2 separate regions of the Mus musculus genome follow, and region 2 is linked to region 1. A link is a contact called in public HiChIP or PLAC-seq data. All regions are on one chromosome and are shown on one strand. The core of a region is the stretch at or near the end of the contact, and the rest is flanking DNA. Distances in the headings are between cores, read along the strand shown. Region 1 has its middle 5.7 kb from the start of Lamtor3. Region 2 overlaps Mttp (microsomal triglyceride transfer protein).

Region 1 (7,015 bases), core at 2,669-5,168:
AAAGTTAGCCCCAAATGTTCATTTATGTGTCTTTCAAGGCTACTGAAGCTTATGAAACAAAAGATGAACTTTCTTCCTATGGAAATTCAGTTTCATGGAGATAACTGAAGCAGGACCCCAAAGCAAATGGATTCTTCTACAAATAAGTAATAAGAACAAAATGACCACTAACACCGGGCTTTGTGCCTTTCTGACTGCAGCTGGCTTACTTCACAGCATGGTGTGTTGGGCCACAGTAGCCCTGTGCAGAGATAGAGCAGCAGCTAGAGCAGTGATTGACAGCTAGCAGCTAGAGCAGTGATTGACAGCTAGCAGCTAGAGCGGTGATTGACAGCAAGCAGCTAGAGTGGTGATTGACAGCAAGCAGCTAGAGTGGTGATTGACAGCAAGCTGCTAGAGTGGTGATTGACAGCAAGCAGCTAGAGTGGTGATTGACAGCAAGCAGCTAGAGCGGTGATTGACAGCAAGCTATTAGAGCATGCTGCGCTCCACCAACCAGGCCACTCATCAGGTCTTTAGAATAAGCTCTTTGTAGCGAAATCTGTAATGTAAAGTGGGAAAATACAGCGGGGACTTGAAGCTTTGCTGCTCATTGAGTTTGATGTAATTTCTGGTCTTGTATGTTTAATGATAGTATTGGCTTAAGGGTTTTGCTTCATACAGTTAAAGAATTACAAAATGTTTTTGGTATTTTTTTTCATATCTCCTGTCCCCAACCCCTTGCTTAAAAATAAGAATGTCAGACAGAGTGGCTTTGTGCCTTTGCTTAAGGATTTTTCCCTAAATATTATTGATTTGTGTCATCTGTTGAACTCAAGCGGTCTCTTGCGTTCTGCCATCAGACTCTTCAGTAGAAAAACCTGATTATAATAGTGGGTTGAATTATACACATTGCCCTTGGGGTCTGGAGAACTCAACCATCCTTCTGGAAACATGACCTTTAGAACTAGGAGAGCTACAAAGAACCTAAAAGTTCACTTTAATTTTTCACATAATACATCATGCGAAACTTTTAAAATGCTATATATCTACTCAACTTTAGTGAAAACCTTTCCCTGACAATTTACATATTTTTGTTACTCCCTAAAGTAGAATCTTGAGAGGAATAACTTCAAAGGACCACGTTCCACAGCAGGGACTTCCTTCCTCTCCACGGTGTCTGTCACTTTTGGCTGCCTCTAGCACAGGTTCTGTTGTGTGCTTTCACAAGGGTGGAGGGCTCGATGTAAAATCACTGCTCTTTGCTTAGAATAAACCTGCGGCTGAGTTTCACATTAGCGTCACGCTCACAGGTCCGGGGCACTCCTGGCCTCATTCTCAGAGCCTTCTGATCTGTTGTGCTTCCTTCAGCAAACTTCCTGTCTAACCGTTAGCCTAAAGCAGTGCTGCTTAGTCCATGTAAATGGTTTTCCTAAGGTTGCGTGCCTCTGAACACAGCTCGTTGTGGTTTTCAACTCTGTCATTAGAATCTCCTCCCTCAACTGTCATTTCACTGTCCACTTTGCAGATTTCTGAATCCCATCAAGCCAGTATTCTTCTTTTGATTTGTTTGTATCTTCGTCACCTGCTGATCATGTTCCCTGGTACAAGATGATGAGGCTTGGAGCTTCTCCTAGTATCCTCTGGTCCTCCAGGAGACCGACATGCTGCTTCTATGGTGGTTTTAGTGTGTGCTCATGGTATCTTTGTTGTCATCATTGTTTTAATATTGAGTCCAGGGTCTCACTGTGTAGCTCTGGCTGGCTCCAACTCTCAATGGAGACCTGGCTGGCCTGGATCTCACAGCGATTGGCTTGCCCTCCATCCTACCCCGACTCCCCACCCCCACCCATGCTGGGTTTATTGGCTCCCACACCTGGTAATACTATTTTCATTCATAGGAACACATAAGTTTCTATTTGCCATTCAGATCGTGGATCTCATGTTTAACCTACCCATTGAAATACGTATTTCTAATTCTCTAGTTTTTAAGGGTCTGTGGCAACTAAATTCTCCAGTTTCTTGCTCACCTAAGTCCTTTGCTCTTCTTCTCAAGAAGAGCTTCTCAAGTCCAGTGCACTTCATTTAGGTCTTGGTTTTTCAACTGTAGGTGTAAAGAATGCTGCTTTGTACAGTCTGCTTCAACTCGGCAACTCTCCATGGTTTCCCTTCATCCGCAGCCGGGATGGCTGGGGTCCTCTCCACTGGCTTAGCTCTTCCTCTTGCTCTTTGAGCATGGCCTTTAACCCAGGTCATTTAACCTCAAGGTTCTGCGATTCAGTTGCTCAGCCATTCCTGCAATTCTTGCAACTGTTCGAAATGGTTTTATTTTATTTATTCTTATGTTTGTAGTGCGTGCGTGCGTGTGTGTGTGTGTGTGTGTGTGTGTGTGTGTGCGTGTGCGCGCGCGCGCGCGCGTGCATGTGCCATGAAGCACATGTAGAGGTCAGAGAACACCTTGCAGGCATTAGTTCTCTTTTTATACCTTGTTCAGTTCTGTGGATTGAACTCAAGTTGTCAGACTTACGCAGGAAGTGTTTTACCACTGAGCCATCTCACCACCCCGCAGATTGCTGTGTGGCTTCTAACTTCAGACAGACTTTTGCTCTTCACTATAAAAATATAGCTCTTTCTCCCTGGTGACTACGTGCCATTTTTTTCATTTTCTTCTCTTCTATTTTTAAATGTGTTTTATTAGCACACATTAATTATATAGGGCAGTGGGTTTCATCGTGACATTTTCATACGCGCATATAATACATTTTGTCATCTTCACCCCTGTGACGCTTTCCTGTTCCCCTCCTACTTCACTCGTTCGCTTCCTCTTCCCAGTCCGTCCCTCTTCTCTTTTCAAGTCTTCTTGTTGTAGTTGAGGGTGATGGTGATGATGATATTGTTGTTGATGATGATGATAGTGGTGGTGATGATGATGATAACCCAAAGACTTTTTACTATGGTTGAATGTAGGGACATAGGTCAGGGTTATTTACAGGAACATAGGCACCAGTGCCTGCAACCCTGAAGAAAGTGTATCTCCTCTCATCAACCACTAACTGCCATAGATCATCAGGGAGGGCTGGGGGAGAGGGCTCATGAGCCCCTTCCCGTTCAGGGCAGGATGTGGACAGGCTCCATCTTATAGAGACCTTGTGCAGAGTCACAAAGGCTGATGACTGTGGCATGGCCAGGAAACAGTGTTCCACAGACACTTCACTCTTCTTACATCATTTACCCCCACTGTTCCATAATGTTCTTAGATCCTTGAAGTGGGTACTGTTAGAAGTCCCACTTAGACTGAGCACTTAGTGGTCATGTCTTCTTACTATGACTGTTTTAAGCTCTAGTTACTTCTGCCCACTTAAAAGAAGGAGGAGGAGGAGTTTCTTTGACAAAAGCTGACTGTAGCATTCACCTATGGGCCCAAAACATAACAGGCAGTTTGTTGTCTTTTTATTTTAATGGAGATTTGAAGTTGCAAAGTTCTGTCTCCTCTTCAATGTGGCCTGTGGCCCCCACGGTTTACATTTGATAGTGTTGATGTGCACTGGCCTCATTTCCCACTTTCCCTCTTTTCCTTCAAGTAGTTCGCTGTGTCTGTTTTTAATTTCTATTTGCCTTTCGTTCATTGAATTGAACAATATAGAAGCTTATTGAATTTTTTGTGTCATCCTTGTACATGGGTCATGCTAATCTCTGTACTGTTTTGTCAGTACGGGTTGTAAACATGAGCACATGTCAGAAGATGTGAGATATTTCTTGAGCCTGTAGAATAAGTCACTTTAAAATGTAGCACTCTAATGAACTGTGAAGGCTCTTAGCTGTCAGAAAACGTGTAGAAATTGTTGGTGTACTTTTCCAGTTTTAGTGGGATAGAGAGGGTGGGTCAGGTTATCAGGTTGAGAGAAGTTAGCACAGCATGAAGTCACACAGGACTTTGTACAGTATTAAGCTTGAGGTTTGTTGCTGCACCCATCATGTTTATACCATGTGTGGGTTAGAGTAAACAGTACTTGGGAGTAGCCATGAGAGATGTTGGCTGAGTGCAGGATCTTAAACTACATAGAAATTTCGTCAGTAATCACTGAGTCCTTTGTGCTTCCTGTCTTGTGGAAAGGACCAGTTATATCTTTGAATTTAATTTTATGTGTATTTATGTGGCTGGAGCCGAAAGATTGTTGTACTTGCTGGTTATTCTTATAATAAAAATCCTAATATCTTCCTGTCTTATTTTTAGCTACATGGAGTTTCGTGATTTCCTTCGACCACTTTTATCTTTACCCAGTAGCTCTTTTCCTTTGCATATTAATTAAGTTTATATTTTTTTCTTTTGTAAGTTTGGAAACAGTAGGTATACTTACTAGTAATTTTATCTCTTTATACATAAACACAACACACGCGTGTACACACACAGAGGAAGGAATGGAAATAGCACATCATCTCCTTTCATTTCCCTTCTTCCTGAATGCACTGGTATTAGTTATCTAGTCATCTCTAAGTCATTTTTTTTAAACCAGATAGGTTAATAGAATGCTGAGAAATCTCAGGTTTTTAATCTAACAAATGAAAATAACATTTGAGACCTGCTTCCATTCCATAATCATGTTTAATAATTGGTCAGAAAATTGAAGGTATTAGAGGTGTGTGTGTGTGTGTGTGTGTGTGTGTGTGTGTGTATACCAGTGCATTAAAATACTGTTTTGTGGGCTGGTGAGATGGCTCAGTGGGTAAGAGCACCCGACTGCTCTTCCGAAGGTCCAGAGTTCAAATCCCAGCAACCACATGGTGGCTCACAACCATCTGTAACGAGATCTGATTCCCTCTTCTGGAGTGTCTGAAGACAGCTACAATGTACTTACATATAATAAATAAATAAATCTTTAAAAAAAAAAAAATACTGTTTTGTGTCAGGTCAGGTCTTCACAAGAACAGGAATGTGGAATGCAGCCCTTAACTTCAAATGCACTTTTATGCTTAATTTTTCTTGGTGTTAAACCTTTTACACTGATATGTAAAATAAAAAGGAAATCTTTATCAATAATATTAGAAATACAAGTACTTAAAACATGATATGGTTGTTACTGTATTTTCAGATACTTCATTAAAAATTAAATAAACAGGGCTGGTGAGATGGCTCAGTGGGTAAGAGCACCCGACTGCTCTTCCGAAGGTCCAAAGTTCAAATCCCAGCAACCACATGGTGGCTCACAACCACCCGTAATGAGATCTGATGCCCTCTTCTGGAGTGTCTGAAGACAGCTACAGTGTACTTACATATAATAAATAAATAAATCTTTAAAAAAAAAAAAAAAAAAAAAAAAAAAAAGAAAAGAAAAGCAGCTCAACTGGAAATATTGAAAAAAAAAAAAAAAATTAAATAAACAGCTCCCACTTTTTAAGCAGTGAAATGTTTCTTGGTTGACCAGAAAGCCAAATGAGCCATCATCTCAATTATCCAAGTATTTAAACAAAGGACAACATGGTTAAAGAGGAATGAATGTCTTTATTTAGCTTCTCCACACAAAGCTTGGTTTTAGTTCTGGATATTTTGCTATCCATCTTTCTATTGAGTGAAGAAAACTGAGAGGAAACCCAGAGCACTTTTTATTATTTATATAGAAAAAATGTATGAAAATGAGCAGCCTGAATTTTAATCATGGAATAGTTACAACCCCCTTTCTAGTAGCCATATCAGAATAGTTAAAAATCCTTACAATTCTCTGTAAACCATTGAAAGTAAAAGAATAACCAGACAACAACCTCCACATTCCCACCTCTCCCATCCAGGTATCCATGGCAAATATCAGTCAGGCATGGCAGCTCATACATGTAGTCCCAACACGCGGGAGACCAAGGGAGGCAGACACATGGATTTGAGGCTAGCTGGGGTACCTTGTAAGACTCTGTCTCAAAGACAATAAAAAATAAAAACAAAAAATAAATAGACCCAGGTGATTCAAGCAATTTTTTTTCAAACCTTTAATAATCTGTAGGCACCACAGTCCTAAATCCAGGCTCCCCCTATGGTTTCATTTCAATAAGACAGACACTTTCCTATAAATGGAAACATTATTTTCCTCAAGGCAATTATTCAAACATGCTCCTTATATTAAGGATTCTGTAACCACACTTTTGTAAATGCCCTCTGTGTAACTTTTTCCTATTACGCAGTTCTTTTTCATTTGATCTTCTGCTGGTGTAGGGGCCAATAGACTTGTGAATATTCTCTGGATGTGTCCATGTCTAAGTGTATATATATATATATCAATGTATATATTTTTTTCCAGCTAATACCTCAGATGTGTGATTGTTTAATAAGTACCATACTGTTTGCACAGAGCAGGGCTTCCATTGGTGGGCTCTTACTTTAAAAATTGACCTTCAGTCAGTAGAATCTCATCAGGGTGAAATGTTTTCAGTTGCTCTCCATGGTTTAGTGCAGATTCTTACCACAAGGCCCTGTGTCATGTAAAACTGTATTTCTCTGAGCCTCATTCAGAAGTGGCTCTTGGAATGACCTGGTGTAGTAAGTTCTTAAAACTCGGGGTGACTGGTTATCGAGCTGTCCAGTAACCGCATAGAGGCGACGAACACCTGATACAAGTGCTGGCAAGTCTCGCTGGTTTCTCTGTATGGTTATGCAGTACTGTAACATAGGAAGGCACTTTTGAGTGACACTGTAGCGCTTTCATCAGTACCTTCCGAATGAATTGTTTGTGACATGGGTGTCTACAGTAAGACAGAAACAATTGGTGTCTGTAATTTATTTGCATTAAAAAGTGCTTCATATTTGCTTTACTTCTGGTCTTTGGATTGCTATGTGAGACTTTCCATTTAAAGTTTTAGGGTGTTTTTTGTTTGTTTGTTTGTTTGTTTGTTTTTAAGCTGCAGGTAATTTCCACGGTGTGATATGGGTTTTCAGGTCTGGTGAGGTGTTCATGGAAGCCTGTGTACTTAGAATGAAGTGCTGCTGGTGAAGGAGAGCTCCCTCGTGCATTCAAGACCTCAGAATTAGGTTTAAAAATGAAAGGTCTGATTT
Region 2 (7,015 bases), core at 1,373-3,872, 190 kb after region 1:
CTAAATCTGATAGGGGACTAATATCCAATATATACAAAGAACTCAAGAAGGTGGACTCCAGAAATACTGAGGAATACTGAAGGGCTGAGGAGCACCTGAAAAAATGTTCAGCATCCTTAAACATCAGGGAAATGCAAATCAAAACAACCCTGAGATTCCACCGCACACTACTCAGAATGGCTAAGATTAAAACTTCAGGTGACAGCAGATGCTGGCGAGGATGTGGAGAAAGAAGAACACTCCTCCATTGTTGATGGGATTGCAAGCTTGTACAACCATTCTGAAAATCAGTCTGGCAGTTCCTCAGAAAATTGGACATAGTACTACCGGAGGATCCCACAATACCTCTCCTGGGCATATATCCAGAAGATGTCCCAACCAGTAAGAAGGACACATGCACAATTTGCAAAACACATGAAACTGAAGAAGAACAAAGACCAAAGTGTGGACACTTTGCCCCTTCTTAGAATTGGAAACAATCACCCATGGAAGGAGTTACAGAGACAAAGTTTGGAGCTGAGACAAAAGGATGGACCTTCAAGAGACTGCCATATCCAGGGATCCATCCCATAATTAGCCTCCAAATGATGACACCATTGCATACACTAGCAAGCATTTGGTGCAAGGACAGTGATAGAGCTGTCTCTTTTGAGAGTAGACCGGGGCCTAACAAACACAGAAGTGGATGCTCACAGTCAACTATTGGATGGATCACAGGGCCCCCAATGGAGGAGCTAGAGAAAGTACCCAAGGAGCTAAAGAGATCTGAAACCCTGTAGGTGCAACATTAAAAAAAAAAAAAAAAAGAAAAAAATCTAAGTATCAAGCACTCAATCTCGAGGGCTCTTCAGACAGAATAAGCCTCTCTGACTCCCAGAAAATCCAGCTGGACGAGTCACCTACAGCCCACAGCATCTTACAAGTCATCTACAGCCCACAGCATCTTAGACACAGAAACCGTTCCACATAAGAACTATTGTAGGACTTAGCACCAAGGAGCTCTGGAAAAATAATCCTGAAGAACAAGGTCAAGGAAATGAAAGTCTGTGTGTTCTCTCTGAATGAGCAAGCTTCTCTAAGAGCCTACGGCCATGACACAAAGACTGGTGTCAACCGGGTATTCAGGCCCTCACTTGTTTGACATCGTCAACATGATGCGCCACACTGGTTTTCATAATCATTGTCATCACAAATGATGCCAGGTAGCTCATGTCCTGCATTCCGGGTAAAAAAAGACAAGACACCTCGGTCTCCCCAGTGCAGGAAAACTGTGTTTGCAGGTAATACGAGCTCGGCTCTGTTGCATTGCAGGCGTTCTTTACTAAGCAGCTAATAACAGAGAAGGCAAATGGTGCTTACCTATAGCAAAGGGGAGAGGGCAGCAATAGCAAGAGGACCAAAGGCGTAGGGAATGAGCTCGAGGAGCCGCAAAGCTTTAACTTGTATTTTCTAGACATGCTTACAATTTACAAGCTGGGTAAAACGTCTGCTGTACAAGCAGGAGGCCTGATTCCAGTCCCCATCACTCACATAAAACCAAGGCACCCGAGTGCACAGCTGTGGTCCCAGTGCTGGGAGGCAGAGACGGGAGAATTCCTGGGACTTGCTGTCCAGCCATCATAGCTTAACTGAGCATGCTCTAGAGTCACTGAGAGACTGTCTCGAAAAATAAGCTGGAAAGCAATTGTGGAAGACTTCCAAGGTTGACCACTGGCTTCTACATGTTCTAACATAACAGTGCAAGGGCTGCTTACTGTGCTCCAACATGTACACATGCGAGTGAGCACACAAACACACACACACACAAAATGTGTGTGCTGGAACTCAGTAAGTATTTGCAGGCTGAGAAAGGTAGAGAATTACCTGAGAATGGTCTATTAACAGAATAAGCCCTTTCACCACGCTGACAGGGTCGCCGGATGCCGACAGCATTTTGGACATCAAATCACTGTATCCATTAAAAAATGTGACAGGCCTAAGCTGAACATCAAACAGGATGGCTGACATGCCAGCATAAGAGTCAAGGTTCTCCTCTCCTTCATCAGGAGTGGCTGCAATTAAGCCTTCCAGCCCTTGGGCTTCAATCACCACCTAGGGGAGAAAAGGACACACGGTTGATGGTCACAGATCCCCTGCTCCGTGGGTGATGGAGAGGTCTCTGAGCTACAGATAAACCTTTTTCAGGACCAAAACCTCAAGTAACTTCTGCAACTAGGCAAGAATGAAAACTAAACCTCTATGTCTAACATAATGGAGATGAATTTTCTCCATGTACTCTTCGCAATTACCCTTGAATGTGTGGAAGATTTTATTCATTTAGTAGACAGAAGCGAGGACAGGTGAATATTCACTTAGCTAGTATGTGGCAGAAGTGGGGCTTTGAGTCCTTGCTATGCGACTACAAAGACCGCAGGCCTCTCTTGGAGGGCATCACCGGTGGTGCTCAGTTACTTTCCCCACGCTGTCTCAAGCAATGGGCCTGCCATCTTCACGAGCATCTGACAGGAGATGGAGAGGCATGGGCACTCCACCCAGTCAGCTGTGCTCAGAGAGCACATTCACGCCTCTCCATGTCAAACTTTCATCCCTCACCACAAAAATGATGCCACACTATGAGGAAGTTCATGCCCAGATGACTAGCCCATAAGGAATTTTGCTTATTTTCCATCCTGCATAGCCAGGCTCTAACCACTGTGTGCTTGGCATTTCTGAGGGCACATGAGACAGCAGGTGGAAATGCCTTGGCATGGCAGGTATGGGATTCTGACCGTGGTGCTATCGAATGGGAAGATGAGTTCATATTGATGAGCACCCAAGTTTCCATAACAATGGATCATGTTGAGGCTTGAATAACTTCAATTAGAATGTTATAATCTGATATTCATAACACCAAAGTGATGGTATGGTTGACAGTAAAGATAAACCGTCATTTCGTTTAGGACTAAAATTCAACCAGTTCTCAACTGCTAATAATACTTGATTCTTTTCTTTCCTAGTGGTATTGGAGAAATATACGCTAATTCTTTTGTCTTTTTTGTACATTGAAATTTCTTGTCGGTGCAATCAGTCTCTGTAGAGATAAGCAAAAAAGGGCAAACACAGCATAAATGTAAATACTTGGGGATATCGAAGTGATGTAGCCCTGAATGAAAGTCTAACTAGCAGATTCTGGTACAGCTTCAATTGTGTGTGTGTGTGTGTGTGTGTGTGTGTGTGTGTGTGTGTGTGTGTGTGTGTACTACAGAATATATATCTGTACCTGTATCTGTAGCTGTATCTATCTATCTATCTATCTATCTATCTATCTACATCTACATATATATATGTATATATATATATATACCACCATTAACTTACAAACTAATTTGTACGCTATAAAATATATGCTATAATGCTGCACTCAGACAGGTTTCTTTCATTAGTAACTCTTGGGCGTGCGGTACCTGACTACCATGAAGCTCTGCCTTCCCGATGTACTGGAAGATGTTCAGGTTACTTCTCCTCAGAATGCCAGAGCCAGAGTAAAGGATGTCAAGGCTGTATGTGGACGCTGCACGGGGGCTACCTAATGACAAAAGAACCACGAACTCAGTCACAGTCCCAGCGACGAAAGGACACGGGGGCGGGAAAGCAGGGGTCCTCGGGGGTGGAACTCAGTCACAGCTCCAGCAATGTCGATGAAAGGGGGTGCAGGGGGGAGCTCCTCAGGGGTCACCTACGTTCTACGTAGCCAGTATAGGCAGAAGAGGATCCACTCTTGGAGAAACGGTCATAATTGTGAACAGCCATCTCCTTGAGAACTCGACGGATCATTTTGCTGCAACACAGAAGAGAAGGCTTTTCATTCACCATAATGTCTGTTTCCCAGATCAAATCGGGAATGCAACCAAATCCCCGGTGTTTAAAAAAAAAAAAAAGTCCTCATGCCACTGTGAGACCCAAGGACGTGCTGGCTGGGCACCAGTGGCAGGGTGAGGGCTCACCCCTTCATTCCTCAAATAGCTGACATTTATAGAGCATAAGAATGCCCAGCCAAGGGACGACTTCAGCTGACAGGTGGACACTTAGGGAGCAGAAAACTCATGTTTTTTGAATCATCATGGTTGTAATGTGAAATTGTATATAAATTTAAGAAAGCCGTGCCAAACAGGAGGCCTGCATTTTTTTCTTCTTCTTCTTTGCCTTCTAAAATCATCATTGGCACACAACACAAAAGCACTAACTTCTAGGATTGCTATTTATGTATTTTCCACCACAGAAAAAGCCCAATAGGGCCCACAAGAGAACAAACTAAATGTCTCCTCCAAACCTTTATCTCTTCCTTCATGCCCGTGTCACGTTTATGGAATTAGCATTGAGATCCTCTCACTTCTCATGAGCTCACACTAATCTGTCAGTAATGGTACAACTACCACATTTCAAACCCCCCAACTAGTCAACTAGAGTAAACCAGGCCTAGCTCTGAGGCAGAAGCATTTTGTAAGGAAGAAATGGCTCTTTATTAATAATCTCCCTACCCATCAATATTACCAGGTCACTGGATTTTTAGCTTAGAAGAGAAAAGATGATGTTCTCAGATATCCGAGGGTTTCACGTGGATGAACATTATAGACACATTCTGCTTCGTTCCAAATACAAACCCAGAGCCAGGGAGAAGGTACAATAGGACAGAACACAATAATGAAGTCCTGAATGGTGGCACAGATTCACTTAGTGGCAGTGAGCTTCCTGTCATCATAGAGAGTCAGTGGGGTCTGGTGCCACTTGCCAGGAAACAAAACTAAGACAGACAAACAAACAAGCAAAACGGCCCCACATGGAAAGAGATACACACCAAGCAAGGGTGGGCCTTAATTTGCCCTCCTGTTGTAAGGGTTTTGTTTCTGAGAACCTGGTATAAGTGGTTACAGGGGCTTCTTTCCGTTTGCCAGGCTGCTGTCTGTCCCACTCCCTCCTCTTTCCTGTCCTCACATGACTAGGCTCACGAATCAGAGGCACTGGCTACACCTGAGGCCTCCTCTCAGAAGTCCTGAATAACAACGGAGAAACAGAAGAATCCGATTCACAAGGCCAACATGTCCCGGATTCCTTCCTGCTCCTGACAGACACCTCTGCTCTGACTGTCTGTCCTGCTCCTGACACCTGTGCTCTGACTGTCTGTCCTGCTCCTGACACCTCTGTTCTGACTGTCTGTCCTGCTCCTGACACCTCTGCTCTGACTGTCTGTCCTGCTCCTGACACCTCTGCTCTGACTGTCTGTCCTGCTCCTGACACCTCTGCTCTGACTGTCCGGTTCCTCCCTTGAGGGGAGATGCCTAAGGAGTGGGTGACATTCAGAGTGAATGTGGAAGGCAGCTTTTGGGAGATGGGATGAAGTGTGTTTAGGGAGAATGACTGAGCACAGTGAAGTCAGCCGGTGCAGCTCTTCATAGCCTGGCTCCTAAACTGGGCCTGGCTCCTAAACTGGGCCGTGACTAAGATTTGCAAATTCAGGGGAGTTGTGATAAAAGTCTGAAAAGTTAAGATGAAAGAACTTTCTTTGTCTCATTGTGCTACTTATAAAAATAGTCCTGTTGAAAATGCAATTAGACTTTAAAACTTTACTAACATTTGGTGATATATATATATATATATATATATTTACCATACTGAGCGGATACCCAGAGAAGCCGCCTTACCCAGAGTTCCAAATCGCAAGCAGCGAAAGGAAAGCTGTTTTATCCAACTCACTAAAGAGTTCCTTTGGGGAAACTTGACACTCATTAGGTTTATTTAACATTGCCCAGTGTAATGACCAGGTCATGATTATTAGCTATGTGGCACCACGTCAATATTCAGATAGGCTTGCATAAGAAGAGGTGCGTGGAATGCATTGTACCTTGCAGGCATTTCAAAATGCAGGATGTCTTGCACAACAGTGAGCATGTATTTGTTCATCTCTTTCGGGAGTTCCCCAATGGACAGCAGGATGTTCTTCACATCCATGTAGGATGGGTTCTTTAAGATGACAGCAGCGGCAGTTGTGCGCACCGTCTTCTCATGAACCTTACGATTCTGGTGGTATATCCTGTTCAAGGTCTTCTTCACCTGTAGGGAGATGTTTAAGCTTAGCACATCCACGGAGTTTTAAAACTGCTATTGCAGGGACAGTGAGGTGGGTCACCAGATAAAGGTGACTGTGACCAACCTTGATGTATATGAGTTTCACCCTCTGGGTCCACGTGATGGAAGGAGAGAGTACAAAAGGTTGCTCTCTGAACTCTTCATGTATGCCATGGTGTGTATGTGTGTGTATGTCTGTGTGCCCTGTGTGATGAGGTCAGCTACTGGACCATAAACAGAAATGATGTGAATGCCAGGCGGTGGTGAAGCATGCCTTTAATCACAGCACTTGGGAGGCAGAGGCTGGTGGATTTCTGAGTAGTCCGAGGCCAGTCTGGTCTACAGAGTGAGTTCCAGGACAGCCAGGGCTACACAGAGAAACCCTGTCTTGAAAAACCAAAAAAAATTAAAAAAAAAAGAAGAAGAAGAAGGAAAAAAGAAAGAGAGAGAGAGAGAGAGAGAGAGAGAGAGAGAGAGAGAGAGAGAGAGAGAGAGAGAAAAGAGAAAGAAAAGAAAACAGAAATGATGTGAATGACTCAGGCAGAGGCAGTTAAAAGCTGGCATGCCTTCTGCCTCTCTCTTGACTGCTGGAAACACATAGCTACATATCCCCTAGCCCACTCTAGACACATCATGTATAAACAAATTGTGGACCAACTGTAAGGTTTTGTGGCTCATGTGCTACAGCAGCAGTGCTTGGCATTACTGGAATAAACTTTGAAGGCTACTGCTGTGGCATTGGGCTTTGGGTAGGTGGAGTGGGCGGGGCAGGGGAGAAAGCAATATGAACTGGTATTTTCTTATAGCAAAGTACCCCAGATTCCTTTCCTCTTTAATATTTTTTTCGTTTTTGTTTTTGTTTTTTGAGACAGGGTTTCTCTGTATAGCCCTGGCTATCCTGGAACTCACTTTG

What was found. HiChIP or PLAC-seq counts read pairs in DNA pulled down with a chosen protein or histone mark.
Region 2: an HNF4G HiChIP or PLAC-seq map of pancreatic cancer cells shows a contact between it and region 1. The contact joins two enhancer-like sites. A contact is called at or near these places in 3 of 39 promoter capture datasets (fetal liver, liver and maxillary cranial neural crest), 6 of 115 datasets of contacts at active chromatin or transcription factors (SST interneurons, microglia, neural progenitor cells and 3 more) and 1 of 9 other capture datasets (adipose tissue).

Annotation. Positions count from the first base shown.
Region 1 is chr3:137,909,378-137,916,392 of GRCm38.p6, forward strand. It overlaps a transcript of Dnajb14 not described here. Among named protein-coding and RNA genes, the nearest start is that of Lamtor3, 5.7 kb to the right of the region's middle. Within about 2 kb of position 3,919, at least 7 of the 459 cell types and tissues checked have an H3K27ac peak or open chromatin away from gene starts, as enhancers often do. A contact at or near this core is called in pancreatic cancer cells, where this site is marked.
Region 2 is chr3:138,101,224-138,108,238 of GRCm38.p6, forward strand. It overlaps Mttp (microsomal triglyceride transfer protein), which reads right to left. Exons shown (of 18, transcript NM_008642.3): 12 at 5,879-6,087; 13 at 3,720-3,817; 14 at 3,444-3,565; 15 at 1,864-2,091. Among named protein-coding and RNA genes, the nearest start is that of Gm52617, 18 kb to the left of the region's middle. Within about 2 kb of position 2,623, at least 16 of the 459 cell types and tissues checked have an H3K27ac peak or open chromatin away from gene starts, as enhancers often do. A contact at or near this core is called in pancreatic cancer cells, where this site is marked.